3 separate regions of the Mus musculus genome follow, and regions 2 and 3 are each linked to region 1. Evidence: chromatin contacts called from public Hi-C data. All regions are on one chromosome and are shown on one strand. Each heading gives the region's core, a stretch centred on a gene start, on an enhancer-like site or on the middle of the called end of the contact. The rest is flanking DNA. Distances are from core to core; before and after follow the strand shown.

What was found. A called contact is a pair of places that touch in the nucleus more often than the background predicts.
Region 2: a contact with region 1 is called in a Hi-C map of cerebellar granule neurons, with 1.6 times the contacts expected there. The contact joins two enhancer-like sites. A contact is called at or near these places in 4 of 484 Hi-C or Micro-C datasets (brain, cerebellar granule neurons, cerebellum and 1 more).
Region 3: a Hi-C map of cerebellar granule neurons shows a contact between it and region 1, with 1.7 times the contacts expected there. The contact joins two enhancer-like sites. A contact is called at or near these places in 8 of 484 Hi-C or Micro-C datasets (cerebellar granule neurons, cerebellum, cerebral cortex and 2 more) and 2 of 115 datasets of contacts at active chromatin or transcription factors (VIP interneurons and astrocytes).

The regions. Positions count from the first base shown.
Region 1 is chr5:130,332,321-130,336,491 of GRCm38.p6, reverse strand. Tyw1 (tRNA-yW synthesizing protein 1 homolog (S. cerevisiae)) reads right to left here. Exons shown (of 16, transcript NM_001015876.2): 15 at 1,079-1,246. Among named protein-coding and RNA genes, the nearest start is that of Gm40336, 44 kb to the left of the region's middle. Within about 2 kb of position 2,806, at least 8 of the 459 cell types and tissues checked have an H3K27ac peak or open chromatin away from gene starts, as enhancers often do. A contact at or near this core is called in cerebellar granule neurons and cerebellum, where this site is marked.
Region 2 is chr5:130,699,919-130,704,315 of GRCm38.p6, reverse strand. The region is part of intron 4 of Caln1 (calneuron 1); the gene reads right to left. Among named protein-coding and RNA genes, the nearest start is that of Gm40337, 150 kb to the left of the region's middle. Within about 2 kb of position 2,770, at least 3 of the 459 cell types and tissues checked have an H3K27ac peak or open chromatin away from gene starts, as enhancers often do. A contact at or near this core is called in cerebellar granule neurons and cerebellum, where this site is marked.
Region 3 is chr5:130,808,823-130,813,326 of GRCm38.p6, reverse strand. The region is part of intron 4 of Caln1 (calneuron 1); the gene reads right to left. Among named protein-coding and RNA genes, the nearest start is that of Gm40337, 44 kb to the left of the region's middle. Within about 2 kb of position 1,851, at least 8 of the 459 cell types and tissues checked have an H3K27ac peak or open chromatin away from gene starts, as enhancers often do. A contact at or near this core is called in cerebellar granule neurons and cerebellum, where this site is marked.

The DNA.
Region 1 (4,171 bases), core at 1,557-4,056:
ATAAAGGGAGCTCAGAAAAGTCAAACTGCTTTATGCAAAAGTCAGAAGCTAAAAGGGCAGCGCCTAGCACGTCTGACACAAACTGCACCGGAAGACAGCTGTGTCAACAGGGAAACGAAGCCTCAGATCTAAGATGCCAGGGGAAGTGTCCTGAGACATGAGGTCATCTGACTTCAGGGACTCCTCATACCCCACAGGAAGAAAAGAGGTAAATCTATGCAGAATTATGAACACACTCAAAAGGTCACGTATGGTCTTATGACAGGCACACTGTGCTGAGGTTCGGCCCTGACTAAATAGCCAGGCGGCTCTAGACAGGACCAGCCACAGAGGCCAGAGTACCTGCCACAAGGAAAATACTCAAACAACCTCATCTGGCTATTTTCTCACCTTTCACACAGAGAAAATCCCATAAACCAAATGACTGACAGCACAAGTCAATTATTATAAACGATCCAAAGAAATCTACACATGATGACATATTAGCTATAGGCTCAGCTCACAACCCAAACCTGACACCTAGGCTATTTTAATGAATTTTGTTATGTTTTGAAAGTCCTTATTACATGTATTCATTTGGGAGGAGAGGGTACGCACGAGTGGAGGTCACAGAATAGCTTGCAGAGGTCAATTCTCTCCCAATGCCCTGTGGGTCCCCAGAGTCAGGTGGCCCAGCCTGGTGGCAAGTGCCTTTACAAACTGAGCCATCTCTCTGGCCCCAGATTATTTTGTGTTTGATGTCTCTAAACTTGCTGGCTTAAGGTGACTCATCCAGTTGTGGGCCCAGATGGAGATATGTCACCCTCTCTGGCCTCCGAGGGTACTGCACTCACATGCGTGCACACTGGCATATGCAAACATGATTAAAAATAAAAGCAATTCTTTAAACAAGAATCTCTAAACAAAATTTTAAAAACTCAAACAATGGAATAGTGCTCTCTGTGTTGTTCTGGGCTTTCTTAACACTCGTGTTAGGAAAGACAGTGGACAAGCGGACATCCCCTGTGATCAAGTGAGGGGCACAAAGAAGAAAGAGAAGAAAGGTGAGAGAGAAGTGGGGGCACAGCACACATCTCACCTTCTTGTGTCCGATCAGGAGGCAGTTGGAGTGCTCGTGTTCACACGCAACTTCATAGTCGGGAAGCAGATCGACCAGCTCACGGACAAACCGAACCACTTCCTCGTGCCAAGGGACATTGGCCATGGTGAGGCTGCTGGCTGCACTCTCACCACAGTAGGTCACACCCTGAGGGAAGGACAACATCAAAGATTGTTAGTTACGGACCTGTCTCTGGGGGGACAGCTTGTGGTGGTCACATTTCATTATCGACTTGACTGGATTTGACATCACCTAGGAGACAAACCACTGGGCACATCGGTGAGAATGTCTCCAGAAAGGGTTAAGTGAGGTGAGACTCACACTGAATGTGGGTGTACCATCAATGGGCTAGGGTCCTGGACCAAATAAAACAGGCGCACCAGCATCCATCTCTCTCTGCTCCCTCACTGTGGATGCCGGGTGAGCAGCCAACTCATGCTCCTGCCGCCCACCATGCCTGCCCAAGAATGATGTGAGCCTTTCTCACTGACATTGCTTTTGTAGGCATTTTCTCACAGCTAGGAGGGGAGTAACTAATACAGATCCCACTGGAATTCTATAACGAGATAGCGAGTTTGTCTGACACAGTGTGTCTATGTGGCTCTTATCTGCTGAGCCATCTCTCTAGCCCCATTGAGTGTGAATTTATAAAGTATTACATATTATATACACTGAGCAGGTCGTATTTAGGAATATATGTGTATTATATTCATACAACAACACTTAATGAAAAAAAGGCCATGAACTGAAAGTGGGAGAGGAAGGGTACATGTGAGAGCTTGTGGGGATAAAACGGAAGGGAAAATAATATATTTATATTCATTATATAAAAAATAAAAGAATTAAAAATAAATAGAATATCACACCAAGGAGAAGCATTTGCAGACTGACATGCAAGCCTTAATTATTTTATCAATATGGAAACTCCTACTTCTTTAAAAACAACTGTAGTACAATACATTGGCTTCTAATTCTTGCTCCTTACCTGTGAACCCAGACATACCTCCCCAGCCCCCAATCTCCTCGGCCCTCCACTGGGCAAGTGCAGTGGGAAACGATTCTTTCTCAAATAAGGTGTCTCTTCGGACCTCTCCAGAGCAACCCTGTTGTTTTGGTTCTGAGATGTTTCATACATCCCAGGCTGGCCCTAAAGTCAGGCTGTATCCTGCCGAGCTTGAGTTCCTCATGCCGGTTCCACCTCGAGAGCTGGGATTACAGCCACGGCCACCATGACCAGCTCAGCGCTGAACTGCCTCGGCAGCTACACACAGGCAGCAATCGAAACAGAAGGGCAAGCCTGCTGCTTACAAGTCCCCTCCCTGATACAGACACACAGACATATATGCCACAAACACATATATAGATTCAGACAGACGAATGCCACACACACACACACACACACACACACACACACACACACACACACGCACACACACTCGAGAGACAAATATGCACTACAGAGAGACACTACACATACACCCCACAGACATATATATATATATATACTATACACACAGACACTACACATACAGACACTACAGAGACACTGCTCATGTATGTACACAGAGACACCGCATGCTGTGTAAGAGGCAGAATTGCATTATATTAAAAAGAAAAGCTGATTCTACAAACGAGCCTTAGGCGACCCGCCCCTACAGATGGCAGAGCTGGGACTTGGCCTGAGCTCTACAAACCCTCAGTGCAGATGACCGCTTGCTGCAGATGGCAGCCACCACAGATGGCTGTTCGCAGTACTATGGACACTGCACCCAGAAACTCTTCTCTGAATATTAACCACCCACAGCCCCACTTCCTTAGAATAAGTGGTGAAATGGCCTCTGTTTGCTTGGGGATTTAAAGAATTCATTAGGCTGAGCTTCAGTGGATTTTAACACGCAAGTAACACAGTTCAAGACACCATTAGGAAAATCAAGCTGGAAAACTGTGCTAATTACTAACCCAAGTGTAAAAGAAGAAGTAAGAAGAAAGAAGGAAGAAGAAGGGAGAAGAGGAGGAGGAGGAGGAGGAGGAGGAGGAGGAGGAGGCGGCAGCGGCAGCAGTGGCTTACAGACAGGTCATCAGCTTCCAATGCTGCCTATGAGAGCTGAGTTACGCAACTGTGTGGAAAAGCTATCTCAAAGGAACTTCTTGTTAATATTTAAAAGTTCCCTGAAGCACAGAGGTCTCAGATAAGATCTTATATTCATAACTTTGATTGAGGGAGATACTTTAATATTTTATTATTCAGCAATAACAAATCATGAGATGCTAAAGGGGACTGACTCACTGGGAAGATGGACTATATGCCGAAGTTCATTAAAACCTTCTGTTTGTCTTGTGTAGCCCAGGCTGGCCTCCATTTCACTATGTAGTGAAGGATGACATTAAACTGTCAACCCTCCAGCCTCTCTCTCATGTATGTACCACCAATCCTGGCTCATGCAGTGCTGGGGACAGCCAGCGCTTCGTGTGTGATTGGCAAGTGCTGCATCAGCCCCGTCCTGAACTGTCTACTCTCTGAGAACTATGAACTGTTAAACAGGAGTTAAGCACTGTTTCAGCTTGGCTGGGTTTATAACCATCTCCAAGACACACCCTGATGTGTCTGTGAAGGTCTTGCTGTAAAGGGTTAACTGAGGAGGAAACATCCGGTGGGCTGAAGACCCAAACTAAAAAGGAAAAAAAAGGGAGGCACCAGGATAGCTCAGCAGGTCAGAGTGCTTTGTCACCACACCTGATGACCCAAATTTGATCCCCAAGTCACATATAGGAGAAAAGGACTCTCAACACTTTGCCTTACTGTTGGAGCACAGTCCAAGGATGCAGTCACGTGACGGGAATTCGGAGTGCTCATGAGAAAACAAGACCAGAGTCTTGTGTCCTCAGTTTCTTTAAAAACATGGAATTGTTCTTGGAACATGTTTCGTACCCAAGCCAGGCGTGGACAGGAGTGAGTTACACAAATTATTCGCTACAACTGGCTTCTGTGCTCTGTTCATGTCATATGCATGTGTAGAAAAACATGTTTTGGTCATGTGCTACTTGCACTTCTGATTCTCTACAGCTCGACTT
Region 2 (4,397 bases), core at 1,521-4,020, 370 kb before region 1:
CACACTCAGCTCTCTGTGGTCTCATGGATGGTACAAGGGGCTTCTGCGCATGCTTAGGCAAGCACTCTGCCCACTGAGCTCCAGCCCCAGCTCTGAATCACTAGTTCTTAACGGAAGGGAATGTGTCCACAGCCAATAATGTAATAATCCCACTCCCAGGTGTGCACCAAGTGAAGTTCATTCACGAGCACATAAAAAGATGCTAACCGCGGTACCATCTGCAATAATGAACACTTGAGGACAATACCGAGTGATCAGTTGCCCAAGACTGACCGTATCAATGACAACAACCTCCATCTGTGGACTCACTCCTCCTCCATGAATTCAAACGACAGACAAAAGGTGGTTTTTGGTTTGGGTTTTGTTTATTTTAAGCAGCATCTAATTTGGAGGTGGTAGCATGCATCTTTAACTCCAGCACTTAGGAAACTATGGGAGGTCCGTTGTGATGCTGAAATCTATCTGGCTCTAGATGGTCCGAGCCTGTCTCAAAGGAGTGACAAAAGCTGGGAGCAGCAGCATGTGCCTGTAGTTCCAACAATGAACAGGGTGAGACTGGCGGACTGCTGATCAGTACACCAGTCTGATCTATATAACGAGTTCCAGTTTAGACTGGGCTGTATAATGAATTCCAAGTTATTTTAGGCTACATACAGAGTTCCAGGCCAGGCTGGGCTACACAGTGAGTTCCAGGTCAATGTCTGCACAGACAGACCCTGTCTCAAAAAGAAAAGCAAAATTTGACCTGTACTCAATGTGTATAACTTATTTTCTCCTCCTGATTTTGTAAACAATACAGTATAAACTATTTACCTTGCCCAAGGTCATATATGTCTCTTGGAGATGATTCTAAACACACTGGCAATGTTCAGAAGCTCTGCACAAATACTATACTCTATAGAAGGGGCATGTCTGGGGATTTTAGTATCCACAAGAGTCTTGGGTCCAATTCCCCATGGATAGACAAACAGACATGATTGTACTCTTGTAGTATCTAGAATAATCTAGATCAACACTGTTAATATAAATAAAACCTTATTTTTTTTCCATACCAGGACTGACTTCCAGCAGTCTCATGTGCCTAGCCCCTTCTTTTTACTGGAGGATGGCTTTATACCAGAGGGCACTGAATCTGTTCCCAGCACCCAGGTCGTGTGCCCCACAACTCCTGTAACTCCAGTTTCAGGGGATTTGATGCCTTCTGCAGGCCTTTCTGGACACCAGCACTCACTCAACTGTGTAAGCGAACCCTCTCCTGTGTGCACGTGTGAACACAGAGGCACACACTGAGAGAATTAAAATGTTTTAAGAGAAAGGTTTTCAATCTTCCAAGTCTACTGGATGACGAGAAAAAAACGGCTGGGGTTTGTCAGCCTTCTCGTTTATTTCACTAATGTGTTCATGTGTCTATCTGTGTGAGTAAACGCCAGGTGTGTGTGGATGTCCTGGGAGGTCAGAAGAGGGTGTGGGACTCCCTAGAGCTGAGAGCTGAACTCAGGTCCTCTGCTACTGGGTCAAGCACTCTTAAATGCTGAGCCATCTCTGAAGCCCCAATATGCCGGTGTCTTTCATCTAGGACAGAGTGACTTAATCCTGACAGGACACAGTTTTGGGGGGTAACGGGAGGACAAGGATAAAGCTGGGCCTTGATGACGTCATAAATTGTACTTGCTCGACATCTTTTTTGCATAAGAGATTACTGGTTTCAGGACAGCAGCCCATATATGGTTACATAAGCTCTGCAGGACACTGAGGATTTGGAAGAAGGTTCCCTAGGGTGGGCCTGGCAAGCTGCTTGCCTCCTGAGGCCAAGGATAGAGTGGGGCAGTTGGATGTAGAGGGATATAATCAGGAGAAGGGAGAGATTTGAGAAAGAAAAGATGAGATGGAGTGGTAACTTGTGTTGAAGCTTGTGGGGTCATGTTCTCAGAGTATTGCTGGAGCTGTTGCTCTCAAGACAGATCATAAAGGGGTTTTGCAATCCAGAGGGAGGTGTAGAATCTTTGCAAGACTTCTAAGCAGACAGTGACCTTGAAGGAGCCTCTCGTTTCATTTCTTGCCTTGGGGCAGATAAATGTCTAAATCTTCCTGAATGTCGGCTTGTCTGTTTTTTTTTTTTTTCTATGTCTCCAAGGACAGAGAGTCTGTGGTCCCCATCCTTCATCTTTTACAAGGTTGGACAGGCGTACTAGGGTATGAGAAGGTGACCATGAGGGCATGACAGATGGGGAAGGGAGCAGGTGTCACTCCGGGGATCCAGTTGGCACAGGGGGCAGGGGGCACGGGAGAGGGAGGGGGAGCAGGCAGAGTCAGTATCCATGATGGCTGGAAGCTGGGGCAGGTGAGCAGAACCCAGGGTGACCTGCTGAGATGACAGATGACAGCATAAGCTGTACAGCAGGAGGGCTCACAGCAGTGACGCTGACAGTGATGACAACAGCTCCTTCAGTCGCTGTGGCCATTCTGGTTGCTACTGCACCGGACACAGAGAATCAGGAAATACTCTAAGATCTATACACAGTCTCAGTGATCCCACAGGGAAGCCATTTCATCGCCTGCTTATTATTTATTATTATTATTATTATTATTATTATTATTATTATTGGGGTGTTTCACCATCTTTTTCTGAGATAGAGTCTCTGAACTGGCCTGGTCATCTAGGCTGGCTTTCCAGTGGTCCCAGAGAAGCTCCTGTCTCTACCTCCCAGCACAGGGATTACAAGTGCACTGTCATACACAGCTCTTGCTCCGGCTCCCTTTCCTCCCCCCCCCCACTCTCCCTCTCTCCCTCCTCCTCCCTCCTTGTCTCTCCCTCTCCCTATCCTTCTTCTTCCCTATGTGTATTGTTCATGTATGCATAAATACTTATACATGCCTGTGTGTGGAGCCCAGAAATCTGTGTCCAGTGGTGTTATTATTCCACCTTATTCTTTGGGTAGGGTCTTTCACTAAAACTAGATCACTGAATGGCTACACTGATGGACTGGCGAGTCCTAAGGAACCTCTTCTCTTTGCTTCTTCAGCTTGCACTGGGATGATAGGTGTTTGTAGTTATACCCTGCTTCTTGTCAGGATACTGGGGATTGAACTCAGGTCCTCACACTGGCACAAGAAGCTCCTTAGCAAAACCATGTGATGCCCAGTGTACAATTCATTCATATATATGTGTGTGTGTGTGTGTGTGTGTGTGTGTTCTGGGAAGTGAACTCAAGTCTTTAAGAACTTTACCAACTAAGTTGTCTCCCTGGACCAATGTCCTACATTCTACTGTTGAGAAAAATAAGCAACAGAATCTGAATATGATCACACAGCTTGAAAGAGAGCGATTTGGGATGCAGAAGCAGCCACTGGCTCCTGAGTACGAGTCTAACCACAAGAATGTCCGTCAATAAGGAATATCAATAAGCCAGAACTGGTAGTAAATTCCTGTGCTCCCACACTCAGGAGGTAGAAATAGGAGGATGGTGAGTTCCAGCCCAGCTTGGGCTACATTGTGAGTTCAAGGCCATCCTGGGCCACATGGTGACTTCAAGACAAAGTAATATAGGAAGTGTTTAGTGGGTAGGTCCCACCAGTAGAACAAACACGTCAAAGGAATCTTAGAGAAGACATGTTGAACATCCAAAGACCTTGATCAAAATCCTAATAGGAAGCAAATCCCTTGCTCTGAAAACATGACCCATATATAGGTCTCCGGTCTAGATCATCCTTGCTAACTGACCAGAAGTTCAGTGCTTCACTGTACACAGAACATCAGAAACTCGAGTGAGAGGCATGGTACAATGTGGCTGCCAGTGCGCCACACATTGTGTACATCATTCCGTGTGCTGAACAGCATTTTCCCATGGACATTCCTATCAGAACTAAGTAATCTCAAGCTCAGATGGGCACAGCAATAGAACCAGCTCCTTCAAGCTCCCAAGACCTCAATTTCCCCACCGTGAACTGTTAACTAAAATAAGTCCTTTTTCTATTAACTTACTTTGTTAGGGTATTTTCCCAGAGTAATGGAAAAATAAACTGAAACACACACCCAGTAAAGTGCTTTCCTTATAAACGAGGGGACCTATGTTCAACCCCCAGCCCGATGTGAAAAAAAAAAGAAGAAGCTGGATGTGGTGGCACCTCCTTGTAATCTGAATGCTGGAAAGGGAGAGACAGGAGGATGCACAGGGAGTGGCTAGCCTTGGATGCTTGGGGCTCAAGGAAAGGCTAGCCTTGGATGCTTGGGGCTCAAGGAAAAGCTAGCCTTGGATGCTTGGGGCTCAAGGAATGGCTACCCCAGCTTATGTGACAAGTTTCAGGCCAGTGAGAGTCAATGTCTTGTAAGACAAGGTGAAAGGTGTCTGAAAAATGATAGAGGGTTGTCTTTTAGCCTCCGTGGGCATGCATGCACA
Region 3 (4,504 bases), core at 602-3,101, 480 kb before region 1:
TGTGCATGTAATACCTGGGAAGGCCAGAAGAGGGCGTCAGATTCCCTGGGACTGGATTTACAAACAGCTATGAGCCATCATGTACATTCCGGGAGTCAAACCTGGGTCCTTCAGAAGAGCAACTGGTGCGCTTAACCTCTGAGCCATCTCTCCAGCTCCTACCATGCCTTCCCACCTCCATTCTCCTATAATAGACACCCTGGTTTGATACGACATCATAAAATTGCACAGATGCCCCTATGTTGATACCTGAGCTGAGGGTGTGGGTATAGCTCAGTGAGTAAAGTGCACACACTTGGTGCACACACTCCTGCACAAGGATACACACTCAGAGAAAGCTAAGCAGAGCTTTCTGGTTCCTTCTGTTTGGGGTTGGGTGAGTAACCTAAGTTTTCTTCTTTCAATAGCCTTTATCCATTCTCCAACACTAGCAGGACTTTTTCTCTACCCTGGAGATTATGCACACATGTACGTGTGTGCGTGCATGCACATGCACGCATGCGCGCGCACACACACACGGACACACACAGTTTCTGTGCCATATTTAGACATATGTTTCTGCAAAATCTTGGCTCCAGCTTAGCCAGGCTTTTTTATTTTTATACCAACATTGTGTTCTGCCTCCTGGGTGCTTCTTGCAACCATTTGACAACTCCTCCTTTGTTCTAGTTCGATTTTTCCTCTGGAACACAAATTACTCCTAATTAGCTGTCTATCCTGTTCTTCCATATATTTCATCTCTTCCCAAATAATTTTCATGTTTGAGTTCTGGGCTGTATTCTTCTTTCTTTCTTTCTTTCTTTCTTTCTTTCTTTCTTACCATGAAAAGATCATTTTGCTCCTTTTAACTTTCTTTTATCCATGCCTATGTGTGTGCACACATGTGTGCATGTGTGCGTGCGTGCGTGCGTGCGTGTACACATGAGTTCAGGTACCCCCAGAAGAGGGTATTGGATCCTTTGGTGCTGAGTTATAGGTGGCTGTGCACCACCCAATATGTATGCTAGGAACTGAATTCAGTTTTTTTTTTTTTTTAAGGAGCAATATATTCTCTTAACTAGTGTGCCATTTCATATGACTCCTTCCCTCCCTCACTTCTCCCTCTCCCTCTCCCCCCGCCCCCTCCTCCTCTCTCGGTACAGTACCCACACAGGCCAGAAGAGGGCACCAGAGCCCCAGGAGCTGGAGTTACAAGTGGCTGTGAGATTCCTTGATATGGGTGCTAAGAACTGAACTCAGGTTCTCCAAAAGAGCAGTGAGTGGCCTTTACCACGGAGGCATCTCTTGAGTCCCTCATTCTGCCTCTGATTGGCTGAGTCAAGACCAATTCTTTTTGCCTTTATTTTGGTTCTGTAATTTTAGTCTGTTTCTTTCTTGACCCAAAGTGTCATGAGTTACTCTCTTGTTTTTATGTTTTTTTTTTCCCATATAATTACCTGGTGGATGCCTCTCTCTCTCTCTCTCTCTCTCTCTCTCTCTCTCTCTCTCTCTCTCTCTCTCTCTCTCTCTCTGTGTGTGTGTGTGTGTGTTTGTGTGTGTGTGTAGGTGCACATACCCACAGGTCAGGATATCTCTTCTCATGTTCTATCATTTTCTACCTTATTCTCTCAAGGCAGGGCCTCTGTCATTTTTCCCTTGTTAAATCTTAAACAGCTTCCTGACCATCCTCTTTTCAGATTAAAGTGTAAAAAGAGTCAGAGGGTGCCTTCTACTATTTTTCCTTGATTCGATTTTATAACTTTTTAATTAGTATAGCTTGAACATTTTATTTACTTATTGACTATTTTGTCTGCATATATGTCTATGGACCACACGAATGCAGTGCCCAAATATGCCAGAGGGGGGCGCTGGATCCCTTAGGACTGGAGCTACAGATAGCTATAAACTGTAGGCTGTAAGCTGTTACTAGGGTGAGGGGAAATAAACCTGAATCTTCTGGAATAGCAGCCAGTGCTCTGGACCATCTCTTCAGCTCTCTTAATTTAATTTTCAAAGGCAACTCTTATTCTCTGGGATATAAGTGAGATGGGTTTCTCTCTGTGTGTGTGTGTGTGTGTGTGTGTGTGTGTGTGTGTGTGTGCGTGTGTGAGTGTGTGTGTGAGTGCATGTGTGCCTCTGTGCATTCATGTCTGTGGAGACTAGAGAACAACCTTGGGCATCATTTCTCAACTGTCACTCACCTTTCTCTTTATAAGACAGGATCTCTCACCAGCCTGGGACTTGCCAAATAGGCTAGGCTGCTGGCCAGCTAGCTCCAGACATCTTCCTATCTCCAATCCCAATCTCTTGTTAAGTATGCACCACTATGCCCAGTATCCATGGCACTGGAGACTGAACCCAGGGTTTGTATGTGCTAGGCAAGTCTTACCCACGGATCTACAGCCTCAGCACTAGGTGATTTGAGAATAGATCTTGCTCTGCAGTGTAGGCTGGCCTGGAAATCACTCTCAAAGTCCAGACTGGCTTCAAGCTCTTGTTACTTCTCTTTCCTCAGTCTCTCTCATGAAGGATCACAGGTTCAAGCACTGTGTCTAGCTTGCAAGTTAATCTTGTTTATTTCTGTGTCAGACTCTGCCAGTTGACAAAGAGCCCTTGGAAAAGATGCACCACCTCTAATTCAGTGGCTAGACCGGAGCGTGTGGATGCATTACGATGCATGTTTGCTGAATGGATAAGTGGCAACCCTCCATTTCTTCTCCTTCCCCTTCCTACCTATACTCCCTTCCCCCACAAATCTGTCATCAGGAGGCCAGGAAAAGTATCTTCTGCAAGGAGACGTCCAGTGGAGACTCACAGTGAAGAAGGGAAATTGAACTCCTGCTCCCGCTGTGATAGGAGCCTCAGGGGGCCCTGGCTGCAGAGAAATTCTGAATTCTCAACAAGATGAAAGCCAGGCCACTAAAAGGACAAAGCCCGAGGCACACCACAGGCCTCCCACCCTGAGGTCTTCCCCATCCCTGACTCCCACTGAGACTAGCACTGTAGGGGACCACATCTTCCCTGACCAGATTTTAGGCTAATCCTCCTCTCTTCCAACTGTCCCAGGTGTGGAATTCATTTCATGGTGCCATTTAATTCACCTTGAGGGAGTTGAGGAAAGGGGTCAAATAAATTCTATTATAGAATAATATTCTATATTCCTGTTCTTCCCTGTGCCTAGTTAAAAGGGTGTCATTCTAATGTTCTACAGTAATCTCCTTCTATTGGAACACTTCCTCCAGGAAGGGGGTGCTCATGGGACTCAGGACGAAAGCAAACTTCCCATACTTAGGGAAGCTGGAACTCTTCAGATGCTGGAGTTCACGAGGTGCTAGGAAGCAGCTCCCCAAGGTTACAGATGCAGGGAATGATGATGGGCAAGGAGACTCTGACCATCACAGCTGCCTAGAGGAGACTCTCTGGCCTGGCCAGCTGCCTACAAATCCTGCAGAGAGCTCTTATGTGTTGTCACCCAGGCTGAGATGGGCTTTTGGTGATAGAGCAGCTTTTGAGTTAAACGTGGTCCTGTAAGTCACACCTCACACATACTCCTAAATGACCCCAATGAGTCCCAGTGAACTCATTAAGTTCACCAAGTTAGACTTTGGTGGCATCTTTGGTCTGTCAGACCCCCTAGCAGGCATGAGAAGACTTTATCTGTTCATGTGTCCCTATGAAAAGTCTCACCCACCCCATCAACCTCCCAAGAGAAAGGGCTGCCTAGAAGATCAATAAAACAGAACATCTTCACTTGGAAGTAGAGCTTTTCCTAATGTGCAGTAGTGACCTGTAGTCTAGCGTACTTAAAGGACCTAGAGTAGCCAAGTCCTACCTGCATGGCTGAGCTATCTCATATGTTTACCCCAGCATATATATATATATATATATATATATATATATATATATATATATATATATATATTAGACTATCCCATCCCTGTAATTTCATTCTGCTGTCTTCCGTTTATCCTTGGACACACACCATCAGCAGTGCAGACACCTCTCCTCCAAGTCTATCAGCACTGCTAATGGTACTGTTCAGCCACAGCACCAGAAACTCCATAGTACTTATAAACTTCCCTGCCTCCAGGGTTTTCTCAACATGCATATTTAGACAAGGAGCCTGAAGTGAAAGAATATTGTGACGGAAGCAACTTAAGGGAGGAAGGGTTTGTTTAAACTCACTCTTCAATGGCACAGCCCATCATGGAAGGGAAAGGAGCAAGACCTGGAGGTCGCATTGTATTTATACTCAGCAAAGGGAGAGCAGATGTGAGGTTGGGCTATAAAACATCAAGGCCCACCCCCAGTGACTCATTTCCTCTAGCAAAGTGCCACCTTCTAAAGGTTGAGCAGCTTTAAAAACAAAATAGCGACACCTGCTGGGGACCAAGTGTTAGAACATGTAAGTCTATGGGGGACGATTGAAATTTCAGCTACAGGACTCCTACACTGCCAAGAACAACGAGACAGGTTCATATGAATTCTCAAGCCAAACTGTTTAGTCAGATGAATGGGTAAAGGA